Linked DNA regions of Mus musculus: all the other regions are linked to region 1. Evidence: chromatin contacts called from public Hi-C data. All regions are on one chromosome and are shown on one strand. Each heading gives the region's core, a stretch centred on a gene start, on an enhancer-like site or on the middle of the called end of the contact. The rest is flanking DNA. Distances are from core to core; before and after follow the strand shown.

Region 1 (4,559 bases), core at 1,338-3,837:
CCTGGGGCTAGTTATATTTGAAGTTAATTCTCTTCTCTGGTGAGTGGCTGCAAACAAAGAGTCAGCACTCAGGTGATTTCCTGTAAACCTGCTTCCCACCTTAATTTATAAAATAAAGGAGAGCTGATGATTGGGTAGATAAAAGAGAAGGTAGGAGAGAGAAGTAGGAGGAAATGGAAGAGGGAGAGGACTCAGAGGAAGAAGGAAGAAGGAAGAAGAAGCAGAAGAAGCAGAAGCAGAAGAAGCAGAAGAAGCAGAAGAAGCAGAAGCAGAAGAAGCAGAAGAAGCAGAAGAAGCAGAAGAAGCAGAAGCAGAAGCAGAAGCAGAAGCAGAAGCAGAAGCAGAAGCAGAAGCAGAAGAAGAAGAAGAAGAAGAAGAAGAAGAAGAAGAAGAAGAAGAAGAAGAAGAAGAAGAAGAAGAAGCAGCAGCAGCAGCAGCAGCAGACCTGGGGAAACTGCAAGTTCTAAGGGGGTCTCATAGATGTGGAAGATGGTAGTGTAGCAGCAGATCTGCCCGATCTAGGTGCACAGCATGTAATTATATTAATTGTGTTGTGTTTTCATTGCTGGGGCATAATTAGGTTGGAGAGATTTACTGCAACAGTGGACAGACAGCATCGCTGATGTGCTAGAACAGGAAAAAGTGAAAGTTAACTTTGGTTTGAGACTCACTAGATTTAAAGTAACTAAGGAACTGGGGTCCAGTTCAGTGGCTGAGCCTGAGTTCAGTGTTGAGGGCCTGAGTCTTACCCACTATTACCCACAGCCCACAGAAGTGGCTGAAGACGCTGAGAAGAAACTCCTTTTGTAGGAAAGAGCTCAGAGTTAAAGATTGGGGATGAGACACACTATGCAGCATCTAAGGCTCTGAGAACTCCTGGCATACAAAAATGGACGAGACAGTATACAATGGAACCTCAGCACTGATCACACAGACAAGGATCACAGTGCAAACCATTCAGCGTAAGGGACATGTAAATATCCCTGCTGTTACCAACAACAGACCAAACCCACCAGAAACAGAAGCGCAGATTTAGTCAAAGCTGCTTAGACAAGTGCTGAGGAAACCTGCCTACAAAACTCTGGGCTTGTGCCCCCACAGCCTTCGAAAAGGCCACATGCCCTGTGATACACTGCCGCCAAGGTGTGCCGTGCATACAGTATGGCTTGATGTAGTGACATGAGCTTTTTGTCCTTTAGGTAGAGTTCTGTAAACTGCCACTTACGGGATTGTAATTATACAATTAATTACACAATCTCTTACTATCGTTCATGGTTTTGAATTAAAAACCTCATTGCAAGATTTCAAAAATGAGTAGTCGGCACAGTTAGCTTTTACACTTTGTACACAGCAAGCTAAACTCTGCACTCCCTTGGCTACCATTAATAAAGCCTAGAAGCTTGGCCTCACAGAGAACTTCAAATCACAGGCTCCTTTTAGCAGCTGGTATGTCCTCTCTTCTGTGCTCCCAAGTATGGTGATGTCCAGTGACAGTATTTTCAGGCATATCTTCAAGTGTTTTACCTGAATCTATCCATTTTGTCCTCACAAAGGCTTTCTAAGGTGGCTACAGAGAAACTAGGGCTCAAGAGACAGTCACAGCTAAGCCATACTTATGCTGTTGTGACGGCGTAGGAATCAGTTGCAGGGAGGGTGGATCCTTCAGACATGGACCTCAGGCTATGAAAACCCTTAGGTCTCTTGCTTCCAGTTAGAGTCGGCCTGCTTAGCTTCTGCCACACATGGTGCCCCTGCAACTTGTAACTGTTCCCCACATTCTTTCCTGCATGTCTTCCTACTTGCTTCAATCTCTCCCCTTAAGCTCTCTGAGGACTAACTGATGGCAGCAGGTGGGATGGTTGCTCTACTAAGGTGTGTGTGTGTAAATGTCAGTGTGTAAGTGAATGTGTGAGTGTGTGTATGTATATGTGAGTGTATGTTTATTATTATGTGAATGTGTGAGTACATGTAAGTGTATGTATATGTGTGTGTGTATATGTGAGTGTCTGAGTGTATAGGTGTGTGTTAGTATGTTTGTCAGTGTGTGTGTAAATGTCAGTGTGTAAGTAAATGTGTATGACTGTGTGTGCATATGAGTGTATGTTTATGAGTATGTGAGTGTGTATGAGTATATATGTACATATATGTGTGTGTGTGTATGTTTGTGAGTGTGTAGGTATATGTATGTGAGTGTGTGCATGTGTGTGAGTGTGTATGAGTATATGAGTGTGTATGAGTATATGTGCATGTATGTATATGTAAGTGTGTGTGTGGATGTGTGTGTGTGTGAATGAATATGTGGGTGTATGTAAGTGTGTGTGCGTGTGCGAGTATGTATGTTTGAGTGTATGTGAATGTGTTTATGAGTTTGTGAGTGTGTGAGTGGGTATAAGTGAGTGTAAGTGTATGAGTGTGTTTGGGTAAGTGTGTGAGTGTGACTGAGTGTGTGTATGAGGTATATATGTGTTAGTATATGTGGTGTGTGTGCACATGTTTGTCTAATGCTAGTGTGGCTGCAGGAAGCTTTAGTACACAAGGGACTGGTGAACAGGAAGCTGAGGAAATGACAGAGGGGCAGAGGCTGCATGAGAAGAAAGGCTTTAACAGTTGGAGGTTTAGTGCAGTTATCCAAATGCTGCTTCCCTGTTCCACAGCAATTCTAGCTTCACAATGAAGACTAATGTTGTACTCATAGAGGCACCGACATCTCAGTCCTCCAGGACCAGCAGAAGAGGGAGTGGCAGCTTAACCAGGACGGAAGTGGGGGAGCAGAGGATGATGGCCAGGCCAGTCAGCAAAGGGACTCCTTTCCAGAATCACTTATGAGGCCAGTCAATGGGGCCTGATTGTGCATGCAGTATCTCTGAGAGGCAGAGGGCAGATGAAGGTGTATTTCTATAAAAACCTCTTGAAACAATTAAAATGTGGCCAAGGAAAATTCTCCCCATTCCCTTTCCCTGGGGAGCACAGAAGGTCAGGAGTTCAGGCCAGATTCTATAGACTTCCCTCCCACTGATGCTGGCCGACAGATCACTCAGCTGTCAGCAAGTGGAATTGACAGGTCACATGACTTGTGTGTGCTCGGCAGAAAAGAGCTCGGTGGTCAAGGTTGGGCTGTCAACACCAGCTAGGTCCCACTTCTCAGAGACAGAACAAATACTCTCGAGCAGCAATTTTCCTCTGATGCATACATCCTGTTGAACGACAGGATCTCTCACACACAGTACACCGTGTGCTGACATTTCTGAAACTTGGATGCAGACACTGCTTTCTCTCTGGGCTCTTTACATAGCTTTATTCTTGCTTAAGTGTTTTATGGTATTAAAGAAAATAATACAGGGCTTAGAAACAAAGCAATTTAAACACTCAAGTTTCTGGTGACAGTGCTTTGACACTGCTCAAGTACAAGTAAGCATTCCAGACATTAAAAAAAAAAAAACCAACTGGGCATTTGAATAACAATTCCATGCTAATATGGAAGTATGAAGGTTGAGGCTACTATAAGATATTAAGTGAGAGTCCTGTTACTTCTCTGCTGTAGTTAGACAGGAAACATTTCTAGAAGATGGCATCACATACCATAACAGATGGGAAATCATTACCTTTAAGCAGTAAGGGCATGAAAGGGATTTTTGGTGGCTTCATCTTTTTGAACGCATCCCTGTAGGCTTTGTGGTTTAGGGAAGGATCCTGCCAACCAAGGAGATCACAGAGAAAAAGAAAAATCAATGTACCGTAGAAGCAATTCTCAATCTATGTCTGCTGTACAATTCGAACATGATTTGACGCAGATAGATTCTTCCTAAGAATGAAGTGGATAAAGGTTTCCTTGGAGAATAAACCCACTAATTAGGGTAGGAAATCTAGGCAATACACAGAATCCAAGTTATTGGTTTATGATAATGGGAGGCGACACCAAAAGGAGACAGACACCTTTTGATTGCCTTATCATTCTCCTCAAATAGGTTCTTCAAGTACAGTTTCTTCTGCATAATTTCTACCATGAGGTAACCTCAAAGTCTTTTGTCAAGTACAGAGCAAAGAGAAACTGCCCTTCTAACACAAAGACAGTACTGAAATCTAAAAACAAGCTACAGATCTCGCATGTAAAACCTAAGAAACAGTAACAGAAGGAGGAAAGATTAACACATATCACACTAATTACACACTAAATTTATAACAATTAGTGTCATGTTGTGAACTGGAAAATGGCCTGTGAAAAATCATATGGGTTTCACAAGGAGAGGAGGCAGCATTAATGGCTACCCTGCTTCATTCCTTACTTATATTTATCATCTGTCTGTCTGACTGTCTGTCTCTCTCTCTTATCTATCTACATACCTACTTACCTCTATCATTTATTCTTGTCTTTAATTTAAAAATATTTGAAATTATATCATTTCTTTCCTTTTCTCCCTCTAACCCTTCCCTTGTACCCATCCCCTGTTCTCTCTCAAATTCATGCCTCCTTTTTTTCAATATATATGTATGTATATATAAAATATATTATGTGTGTATTCATAAATATATAAATTTTACCTGCTCTATCTGTATAATGT
Region 2 (4,559 bases), core at 658-3,157, 340 kb after region 1:
GGCTGGCACACTGTTGCCACTGTGGGGTGTCCCTGTACCTGGGCAGTGGTAGCAACCATGCCTAGCCTTTCAGCAAAATGGAAGGGACAGGGAGATGGAGTGGTTGAAGAGATGTGTCCCAAACCAGGCCCCAAGGACCTTGCCTTGTTTCTGCCCCTTTTGAGTTCACTTAGCATGGTGACCTGAGCCTGTCACCTGCTTCTACTCTCTGGTATAGGACAGAAGGTTCTTTGGTTCTCATTATCATCTCTCAAAGCTTAAGCTTCCCCTCTGGGATGCTTACTCTCAGAAGAACCCTCTCAGACCTGTCCCAGGGAGTTGCCTGCTACCTCTGGTGCTGGACCCCTAGGGTGTTCACAGTCCCCCTCTCCCAGTCTCTCAGGTATCCAGTCAGTTATTTTCAATTCAACACACACCCTTGCTCAAGACCTAGCCAGTTTTCATTTGACCCTGTTCTCCTAGGGTTCTGCCTTGCATTAACCATCATGACTCCTCTGTCCACTCTCATTCAGAGTGCATCCGGTCAAGGCAAGTGGGCACTCTCCCTCTCTCAGTGGGCACCAACATTTCTCTCTAGTCAATGGCTATTTGTACTTCCTCTATGGGTGTCTGTTTGCAGGCTCACACGAGATCCTCAGCAACAGAGAGCATCCTATCCTTACACCTGCTTAGCTTTCCCAGGCAGATTCTGGAAGGCTCTTCCCTCCATCTTAAAGGCTGCTTCGTACAGAGGTAGATGACATCTGTCTTACCTATGTAGACTGTCTTTCTACACAGGTGAGGATGGAAGTCTCACGGATAATCACTATCTACTAATTGACTATTACTTGTTTCTTGGCCACTGAACTCAAACATGAGGGCGTGATCCTGCTCTGAGGGACCTAAATCTGAACTTACACGCAGAGCTTCCCAAGGTTGTGTTGATGGCAGGTCCAGTTTGATATGAGGGCTCCTCAGTCACATGGTATTTTTTTTTAAACACTTAGAAAGGCACACAAACCAGAGCACATTTTGCTGTGCATTCACAACATAATATTTTTCAAAGGGAGAAATATATAGGTAGAACAAGTGTAAAACTGAGAAAATCCTATGAATAACTTTATCTATGTGAGTAACTTACGTCAGGGCTGACCTGGGCCACCTCCCCTGGCAATGGCATGTGCCTAATCAGTTTATGAGAACAGATGATCTGCTACCAAGCCGCCACAGAAACTGCTGTAGCTGCGAGTGCCTCCACCCACATCTGAAACAGGTGGCCAGACTGCTGTCCTTGACCCTGGCTTCCCTTCTGCCTGGCCCTTCCTCCTCTTCCCTCCAGGTGCTGCCCTGTATATTGACTTTTGAGGTTCTGTTCCTCATCCAAACCAGTGCCATTTCCTCTTCTGGTCCCACCCATCCTTCCCCTAGTTGAGAAAGTTCTCAGATTTCCCCTTGCTTGTCCACGATTGTCTGATGGGGGAGGAAAAAAAAGCGAGGGGACTTTATTATCTGAGCCATGGCCTTTAGGGTGTGACTCCCTCCCATCTGTCAGGCCTCACAAGGACAAGCACTCTTGCCAACCCAGAGGCTAAGTGCAGGACAGTGGGAACAGGGGGCATTTGAATAACTACACCTCCCCTTTTTTTCTTTCTACTGTCACAGGAGATCCTTCTTTTAAAAAGAGAAATTCAGCCTTGAAATGCAGACCCAGTGGGGAATTTGGAACTTAGTTCCAATAAAAGGAGAAGACTAGTCCTTCTTTGAAGGCCTGGCCATGACTTCAGGGGAGCCACATCCATATAGATGCGGCTCCAATAGTGCCCCCAAGAGAAGACTGACGTTGACTGAAGCATCCTAGACACAGGGAAATACAGACTTCATCTCCACAGGCTCTGCCCCTAATTTCTGACTCATTGGATCCTTATCAGCTGTCTTCTGGGTCAGCACACAGCAGAATGAGGAAGATTGTGAAGAGACTCAAGACCAGCAACAAGCCAAGACAGCTTCACATTTTGCAGTGGAAAAATTGCAAGTAGATGAAAGTTTAGAGAATGGGTTTAGAGAATGAGGTGAACCGTTGCCAGCTTGAATGAGGCTTCTCCGTTGCATGTCTGCCTTCCTTTTGCCCAGGATGTTTTTGTTGAGCATGAACAATTGCAGCAGGCAATAGCGACATCTGCTGTTCACAACTGCCTCAAACCTGACAAGGAGAAGACTGTGGCTCTCACCCTCCCAGCAGTTCCCTGCAGATTCCACAGAAACCAAGTGCTGCACTCCCCTGTAATCGTCCAAGGTGACATTGGGGATTTTATTTTTAACACAGAAAAAGCAGATAAGGCGTTTTCTTAGCTACTTACATATACTCAGTATAGCATTCTTGGACCAGAGGGACCCACCTCTCCTGTGACAGGGGGGCAGGGTTTAAACATTGTTATATAAGAATAGAACAGGAACGAATGCCTCACAGGTTGATGGGAGATTAAAACAGAAAATATACTTTGCAGGTTAAGGGTTGTGTTAGTTAAAAAGAAGTTTCTGTTTGTTGATGCTAAATCTTAGCTAAGTCGGTTTGCCCTGAGTTAAGTCCTTGCTAAATAAGTTTTCTACTTGTAATTAAGAGTAAGTTCCTGAAGCCGGGCGTGGTGGTACACGTCTTTAATCCCAGCACTCGGGAGGCAGAGGCAAGCGGATTTCTGAGTTGAGGCCAGCCTGGTCTATAAAGTGAGTTCCAGGATAGCCAGGGCTATAATACAGAGAAACCCTGTCTCCAAAAACAAAACAAAGCAAAGCAAAGCAAAGCAAAGCAAAGCAAAGCAAAGCAAAGCAAAGCAAAGCAAAGCAAAGCAAAGCAAAGCAAAGCAAAACAAAAAAAGAGTAAGTTCCTGTAGGTCAGGTCTGATGTAAACTGCTTGTGACCCCATTCTCGAGGTATCTACCCTTGCCTTTGTTTCTTCTCTTTTTTTTTTTTTTTTTCCATTTTTTATTAGGTATTTAACTCATTTACATTTCCAATGCTATACCAAAAGTCCCCCATATCCACCCACCCCCACTCCCCTGCCCACCCACTCCCCCTTTTTGGCCCTGGTATTCTCCTGTACTGGGGCATATAAAGTTTGCAAGTCCAATGGGCCTCTCTTTCCAGTGATGGCCGACTAGGCCATCTTTTGATATATATGCAGCTAGAGTCAAGAGCTCCGGGGTACTGGTTAGCTCATAATGTTGTTCCACCTATAGGGTTGCAGATCCCTTTAGCTCCTTGGCTACTTTCTCTAGCTCCTCCATTGGGAGCCCTATGATCCATCCATTAGCTGACTGTGAGCATCCACTTCTGTGTTTGCTGGGCCCCGGCATAGTCTCACAAGAGACAGCTACATCTGCGTCCTTTCAATAAAATCTTGCTAGTGTATGCAATGGTGTGTTTCTTCTCTTAAATTGTATCTTTTTTAAACAATGAATAACTACCTAACCTCTCTCCCCTGTGAATACCTCGTCTTTCTTATAAAAGGAACTTCAAGAGGAGTGGGTGCCTCAATTTATGGGGAGACAAGGCTGGCAAGTCCCAGGTGCACTCAAATACAGCTTACTCTAATTTGGACAATTGTGGATCTGATCCTTTCTTTCTTGCCAATCTCAGGATCAGCAGAGTACCAGACACTGTTAGCTTTTACTCTTTCCTTTTAATTTCAATTTCTCCTTATATAAGCTAAGATTTGGCTCTGGGTTCTACTCCCTGGTTAACAGCTGTTATACCCTTCCCCACCCCCATGCCTCAGAAGCCTTATGTGAAAAGCTACCAGCACTTTTAACTCTTGTTTGACTTCTTGAGGAAGCTACATTGGAATCAGCCACTGCTGTTTGGGCAGCAGGCACCAGCTACTTTAACATCACAGACTCTGTGCACTCTATGTGACTCTGACTTTTTTGCCCCAGTCCAGGGTAGAGGAGCACTCCTCCAAGGGGCCCCACAGAAGACCCATGATTAGTTCAAATAGGGTCTTTAATTTGCCTGAATCACTAGTCTGTGATTGGAGCCAACACTCTGGGTACTCCATTTCTAGCTGTGTAAGTGGGCTATTCAGCTCACTTTAGGAGTTCACTGGAAGACAGCCTCCTGTGTCTCCCAACAATTGCAACATTAGGCCAATAAAAGGCTTCTACAAAGTATCTTTCCCGCCTACTTTTTGTTAGTAGCATGTGCTGATGGGGCAACACAAGAGAAGACAGTGAGAGCATCAGCTGAATTATAGTCATGGTAAGAGGGCACTCGAGGGGCTGGAGAGATGGCTCTGATTGCTCTTTCAGAGGACCTGGGTTCAATTCTTAGCATTTACATGGCTGCCCACAACTGTCTGTAACTCCAGTTTTAGGGAATCTGACACCCTCTTTTGTACTCCTCAGGAACCGGATACAACAGATTATGGGAGAAGTAGAGAAGAGTGAAGCCAGAAAGCCCAGGCTGAAGACAGACCAAAGAATAGGAAGAGCCAGAGAAGACAATGGTGGGCTCCAGTTGATGGGATAATTCCAAGGATCTAACAAATCCTAGTGTTTAGTGCTTTCAGAACTCTGGACTAAGGGCT
Region 3 (4,559 bases), core at 1,500-3,999, 270 kb after region 1:
GACCCTCGGCTGAACCAGGCTTTCCCCCAGATCAGCCACTCTTTGGGTGCAGAGGAAACTCCACATGAACCTCACTATCCCAATCCAGAAGGCACAGTCATTTTGATTTTCTAGACTTGTACAAACATAACCCTTGGTGGCCTGGTTGACACTTCCCTTTTCAAGAAATCACTGTGATTGCTGTCATACACCATTAGTTTGGATTTTTTTTGATTAATTGGCTGGTTTCCCTCAAATGGTGCCCTTGATATCTTCATTTTGTATCTTGTGGACCCATCACAATACCTGGCACACAGAGGACCGTGAAATACCGAAAGAAGTGAAACCACTAGTTACTACGAGGCCTTAAAAGCCCACCAGGCCACACCTTGGCAAAATAAGCTAAAAACCTCAATATGAGGTTCAATCATTAGAGTGTAAATTGTAGGTGAATAGACCCATATTTTAAAAGCCAAATTAAACAAACAAGTGTGTGTGTGTGTGTGTGTGTGTGTGTGTGTGTGTGTGTGTGTATGTATGTATATATGTATGTGTAAGCTATACCTCTGTGATTATATAACCTTAGTCTTTTCTCTTCAGGACCCTGTAGCTGCCTTCCTCCTCAGTCTCCCTTCCCTTGCTAATCTCTTAGTGCATGAGTCACCTCTGTGGTCATTTGCTGTTCTCTGGGAAATTCCCTCTTGCATGGTCATTGGGTTCCTCAGGAGAAGATCTAGCTTCCCACTAACATTTCCAGGGCTTGGCAGAATGGCACTTGGTGAAGGGGAAGAAAAAAAAAAAGCCTATTCATCTAAGATAGGGGAAATGAGGCTCAGCATATTTATATCAAATTTGGTCATCAGCAAGTGCTTCCTGGTCAGTCTTGGTCATGGGGTCAGGGAGTCACGCTACTGTTTGAGATGATTAGGCTATACTTGCCTTCTGCCCAGAGCACTATGGGTAAGTGTTTATACCATAGCTCTGAGTCCTGAGGTACGTTCATGCACGTGTCTTCTAATGCTTATCCTCAAGTATGTTAATGAGAAGGCAGTATCTTATGTGACAAACTTTCATTCACTGGAAACATTTTAGCCAGAAATCTGGTAACCAAAGGTTTGTTTTATTAGTTCTCCAAACATCCTTCACAAATAATAAAATAAATAAACCAAATGGTCATTTGCATTTTGAACAAACCTTCCACATTCTGAGAGGGAGCACTGCCCACCAGCAGTCTCTTTTTCTCTGCCTCTCCTCCCTCTGCCAGGGTAGACAGCAGGTCCTGACGCTCTCATAGTAAACGCATCTGACCATTAAGGAGCCAGATTCCCCTGTGCCCTCTCCAAACCACTCTGCCCATCCTTAATCCTCCCTACACTCGTTCTCATACATAAAAGAGTGGCATGGCTCTGGGCAGGCTGTCCCTAACACTTCACTCTAGGTCACATGGACACTGTTTAGATTAAATATGACGAGTCTCCCTGTGTACCTGGCCCTTCCATCCCTACCTAGAGCTATTTGACCACCACCTATGGTGTTTTAGAAAAGCCCCAGTCCAGAACAGGGTTTCCAGAGTTATGCCCCCTGTGAGCTCAGCTCGGCTGTCACCGGCTCTGGTCTGATGCTTTAGCTCTTGATTCCGAGACTGAACACTACAGTGTTTTTACCCAGCTAGCTCCCAGAGCTGAGACTGGGCCAGGGGAATGTGCTACGTAGGGATTAGCTGAAGCAGACATATCAAGACCTGGATATACTTGGAAAAGAACAGACTTTCTCTGGTCCGTGAGAGTTAGGACAGGGAGAAAGGAATATGTATCTCGGAAAGGAAATGAGGAGATCAGGGAGGTGGGAAGCAAGGGGAGGGGCCAGGCTGGGAGGGTCCCAGCACAGAAGCTGTACACAGAAAGTGTGCTACTCTGTGCAGCTGGCTCTGCGGTGGGCACGTGTACTGGGGAGAATAAAGGAAGATAGCCTCAGTTCCTGAACCTTAGGTGAAGACCCGAGCCTCCTTGCCAGCTTCCTTCCTGAGCGAGCTGTCCTTGCCTCTGGTCCCCGCCAGTGCTCAGGTTCATCTCTTTCCTGTCGGGCAGCCTCATGGCACAGACATCCTGAATACAGTCGCCAGCCAAGAGTCTCCACATGGTGCTCAGATAAGGTGGTATTGGGCAGAGTCCTGAGGAGGAGGTACTTAGTGTAGATTCCTGTGGGAAGGGCAGTTCCTGTGTAAGGGACAGCAGGTTGCAAAAGCCCTGGTGAGGCATGCCCCAACATAAGGGAATCTGGACTGGGATGATGGGAGCATTTGGCAAAGAGATGCGGTAGGTAGCAGAAGGAGCAATGGTAAGGCAGGGCTTGATGGGTCAGATAAGGGATCTGGATTTTACCCAAAGAAATAAAGGAGGGAATGTTTTCAAAAGCTCACAAAACTGAAGAGTAGGGGTCATAGGGAAGGGCAGAGAGGATGTAGGATGGCTCTCAGTGACCAGAGAACTGGGATGTGGTCCTGGCTCTGCCTGCACCTGGTGACAAAGCATGCTGCAAAGTTCTCTCTCTCTCTTGCAGCAGATCCCCGGATGAGAAGCAAATGCCCCAGCCCTTCCCCTCTAGCCCTGTCTTCAAGCAGAAAAAGTATCCATGCCCCTATTTTCCTGGGCTTAGAGGAGAGAATACACAATGGCACTGGTTACTTGTGCCTCTTAGGACATGTCCTTTGTGTGGACAACAGGAAGGGGGAGGCGGGGAGAGAAAAAAAGGAAGCTACTGGTGTGGACAGCAGGAGGAGAGGGGAAAGAAAAGAGGAAGCTACTGGTACTTTGAGACGGTATGCAAACAAAGGACTGTCCTGAAGGACCACTTTCCCTACTTCCTAGACATCCTCTCTTCCTCCTTTGTTCTCCCTCCTCTTCCTCCTCCCCTCTCCCTCATCCCCTCTCCCTCCTTTCCTCTCCCTCCTGCCCTTTCCCTCCTCCTCTCTACCTCCTTCTCCTCCCACCCACATGCATCCTAGGCATCACTGTCCAGTTATCAAGTCAAGTGGCTCTGACTTTGTTTAGTGACAAGAATCCTGATCAGATTCTACAGCACGGGCAATGACCATGCCTGCCCATTCTGCACTGGATACTTGCAATCTTCCCTGTAATTCTACATCTAACTAACTAACCCTCTGACTTCATCTGACTTATTCTGGCTTACAGAAGATCACGATTTCTAATCATAGCTAGTGTAATCTAAAGAATAATCTGTGTAGCAAATTTCTGTCCAGCACATCCAAAATGAGTACAGTTAAAAAAATGATAACTGTGTACGGAGATGTGAGATGTGTGTGTGTGTGTGTGTTGGGTGTGTGTGTGGTGTGTGTGTATGTGTGCACGCACATGCGCGCCTGCAAGTGTAAAGGACCTTAAAGGCAAATAACAAAAGAAAGATGGATTATTGAAAACTTCAACTTTCCTAGGACTCAATGTATATTGAAAGCAGCCAGCCTTCAGTGGGCAGAAGCCCGTGTTATTTAGAAAATGTGGGAAATGGGCTCTGTCAAACATAACCAATGATAATGTAAATTGCTATGACCTTTCTGGAGGGGAAGCTGGCAGGAGGCAGCAAATTTTTCAAAACTATGTACCATAGAAGCCCTTTTGCTTCCAAGAATAAGATCCTATGAAATTACTGGACAACTCCACAAGGACATATACACAAGGGTTTACAGGAAAGCAGGTTAAATCATCCATAGGTCAAACTGGCTGAACACCCAGTGTGCATGCATGCCAGGGGACACTCTTAGCCAGCAAAAGCCGTATGTTCATTGATGAGGAAATGAGCCTATAGCACAGGAAGCAAAAAAGGTCAGTCACAAAAGCATGCAGTGGTTTTGGATACAAGCTTCTGGGTCTATTTCTGAGCAAATGAAGAAAGAGTATGGAAAACAGGTCTGCCAACGGCAAGTCATGCTAGGACTCCTCTGGAATAAGGGAATTTTTTCTTTTTTTATTTTCCACTCTTTTCATTTTCCATGATCGCTGAATTTTAAGTATTAAACATTAGTGGTTTTTGAAACCAGATAAAAGCAGCAATACTGAGGGGGTCTGATGAGTGGTGGGATATGGTTTGCAGCTGTCTGTGGTCAAGAGCTCCTCTCTCCTCTCCTGCCATCTCAGACAGGATTAGGCTTTGGCTCTCTCAGGTACATGAGCATGCACTCTGTTTTCAAAAGTTCCAAAGAGGCATCAACATTTCCTTTACATTCACTCCTGGGTTTATCAAATCCATCTGAAAAAGAAACGTCCTCCTGTGTTTAACGGGAAGCATCAGTCCTGCCATCTGAGCTATTGTGATTCTGTAGGCAAGTGACTGACAGACTTCGTGGAAAGTTGGTACCTTGAACCTCACATTCTTTTTGGACCTAAATGTAGTGTCTTGGTAAATTAAGAGGAAAAAAGAATTCTTGTAAGAAACAGGATTCATTAACATTCCAAAGACACCTCCAATGAGTGTGGCTATGCTTGATTCTCATCAAGTTCACCGTTCAGTGACAATGAGACATGAATCTCATTATGTGCTCAGCAGGGAGCCTAATGCTGAAGTAA

What was found. A called contact is a pair of places that touch in the nucleus more often than the background predicts.
Region 2: a Hi-C map of bone marrow-derived macrophages shows a contact between it and region 1, with 28 read pairs. The contact joins two enhancer-like sites. A contact is called at or near these places in 7 of 484 Hi-C or Micro-C datasets (bone marrow-derived macrophages, embryonic fibroblasts, hippocampal excitatory neurons and 2 more), 8 of 115 datasets of contacts at active chromatin or transcription factors (SST interneurons, double positive thymocytes, embryonic basal ganglia and 4 more) and 3 of 9 other capture datasets (adipose tissue, embryonic stem cells and pancreatic islet).
Region 3: a contact with region 1 is called in a Hi-C map of bone marrow-derived macrophages, with 21 read pairs. The contact joins two enhancer-like sites. A contact is called at or near these places in 2 of 484 Hi-C or Micro-C datasets (bone marrow-derived macrophages and nephron progenitors), 3 of 115 datasets of contacts at active chromatin or transcription factors (SST interneurons, large pre-B cells and microglia) and 4 of 9 other capture datasets (adipose tissue, embryonic stem cells, liver and 1 more).

The regions. Positions count from the first base shown.
Region 1 is chr12:117,743,304-117,747,862 of GRCm38.p6, reverse strand. Rapgef5 (Rap guanine nucleotide exchange factor (GEF) 5) reads right to left here. Exons shown (of 26, transcript NM_001373989.1): 23 at 3,603-3,690. Among named protein-coding and RNA genes, the nearest start is that of Cdca7l, 98 kb to the left of the region's middle. Within about 2 kb of position 2,587, at least 30 of the 459 cell types and tissues checked have an H3K27ac peak or open chromatin away from gene starts, as enhancers often do. A contact at or near this core is called in bone marrow-derived macrophages, where this site is marked.
Region 2 is chr12:117,401,304-117,405,862 of GRCm38.p6, reverse strand. No RefSeq gene overlaps it. Among named protein-coding and RNA genes, the nearest start is that of Gm31482, 63 kb to the left of the region's middle. Within about 2 kb of position 1,907, at least 18 of the 459 cell types and tissues checked have an H3K27ac peak or open chromatin away from gene starts, as enhancers often do. A contact at or near this core is called in bone marrow-derived macrophages, where this site is marked.
Region 3 is chr12:117,477,396-117,481,954 of GRCm38.p6, reverse strand. The region is part of intron 1 of Gm31482 (a long non-coding RNA gene); the gene reads right to left. Among named protein-coding and RNA genes, the nearest start is that of Gm31482, 14 kb to the right of the region's middle. Within about 2 kb of position 2,749, at least 30 of the 459 cell types and tissues checked have an H3K27ac peak or open chromatin away from gene starts, as enhancers often do. A contact at or near this core is called in bone marrow-derived macrophages, where this site is marked.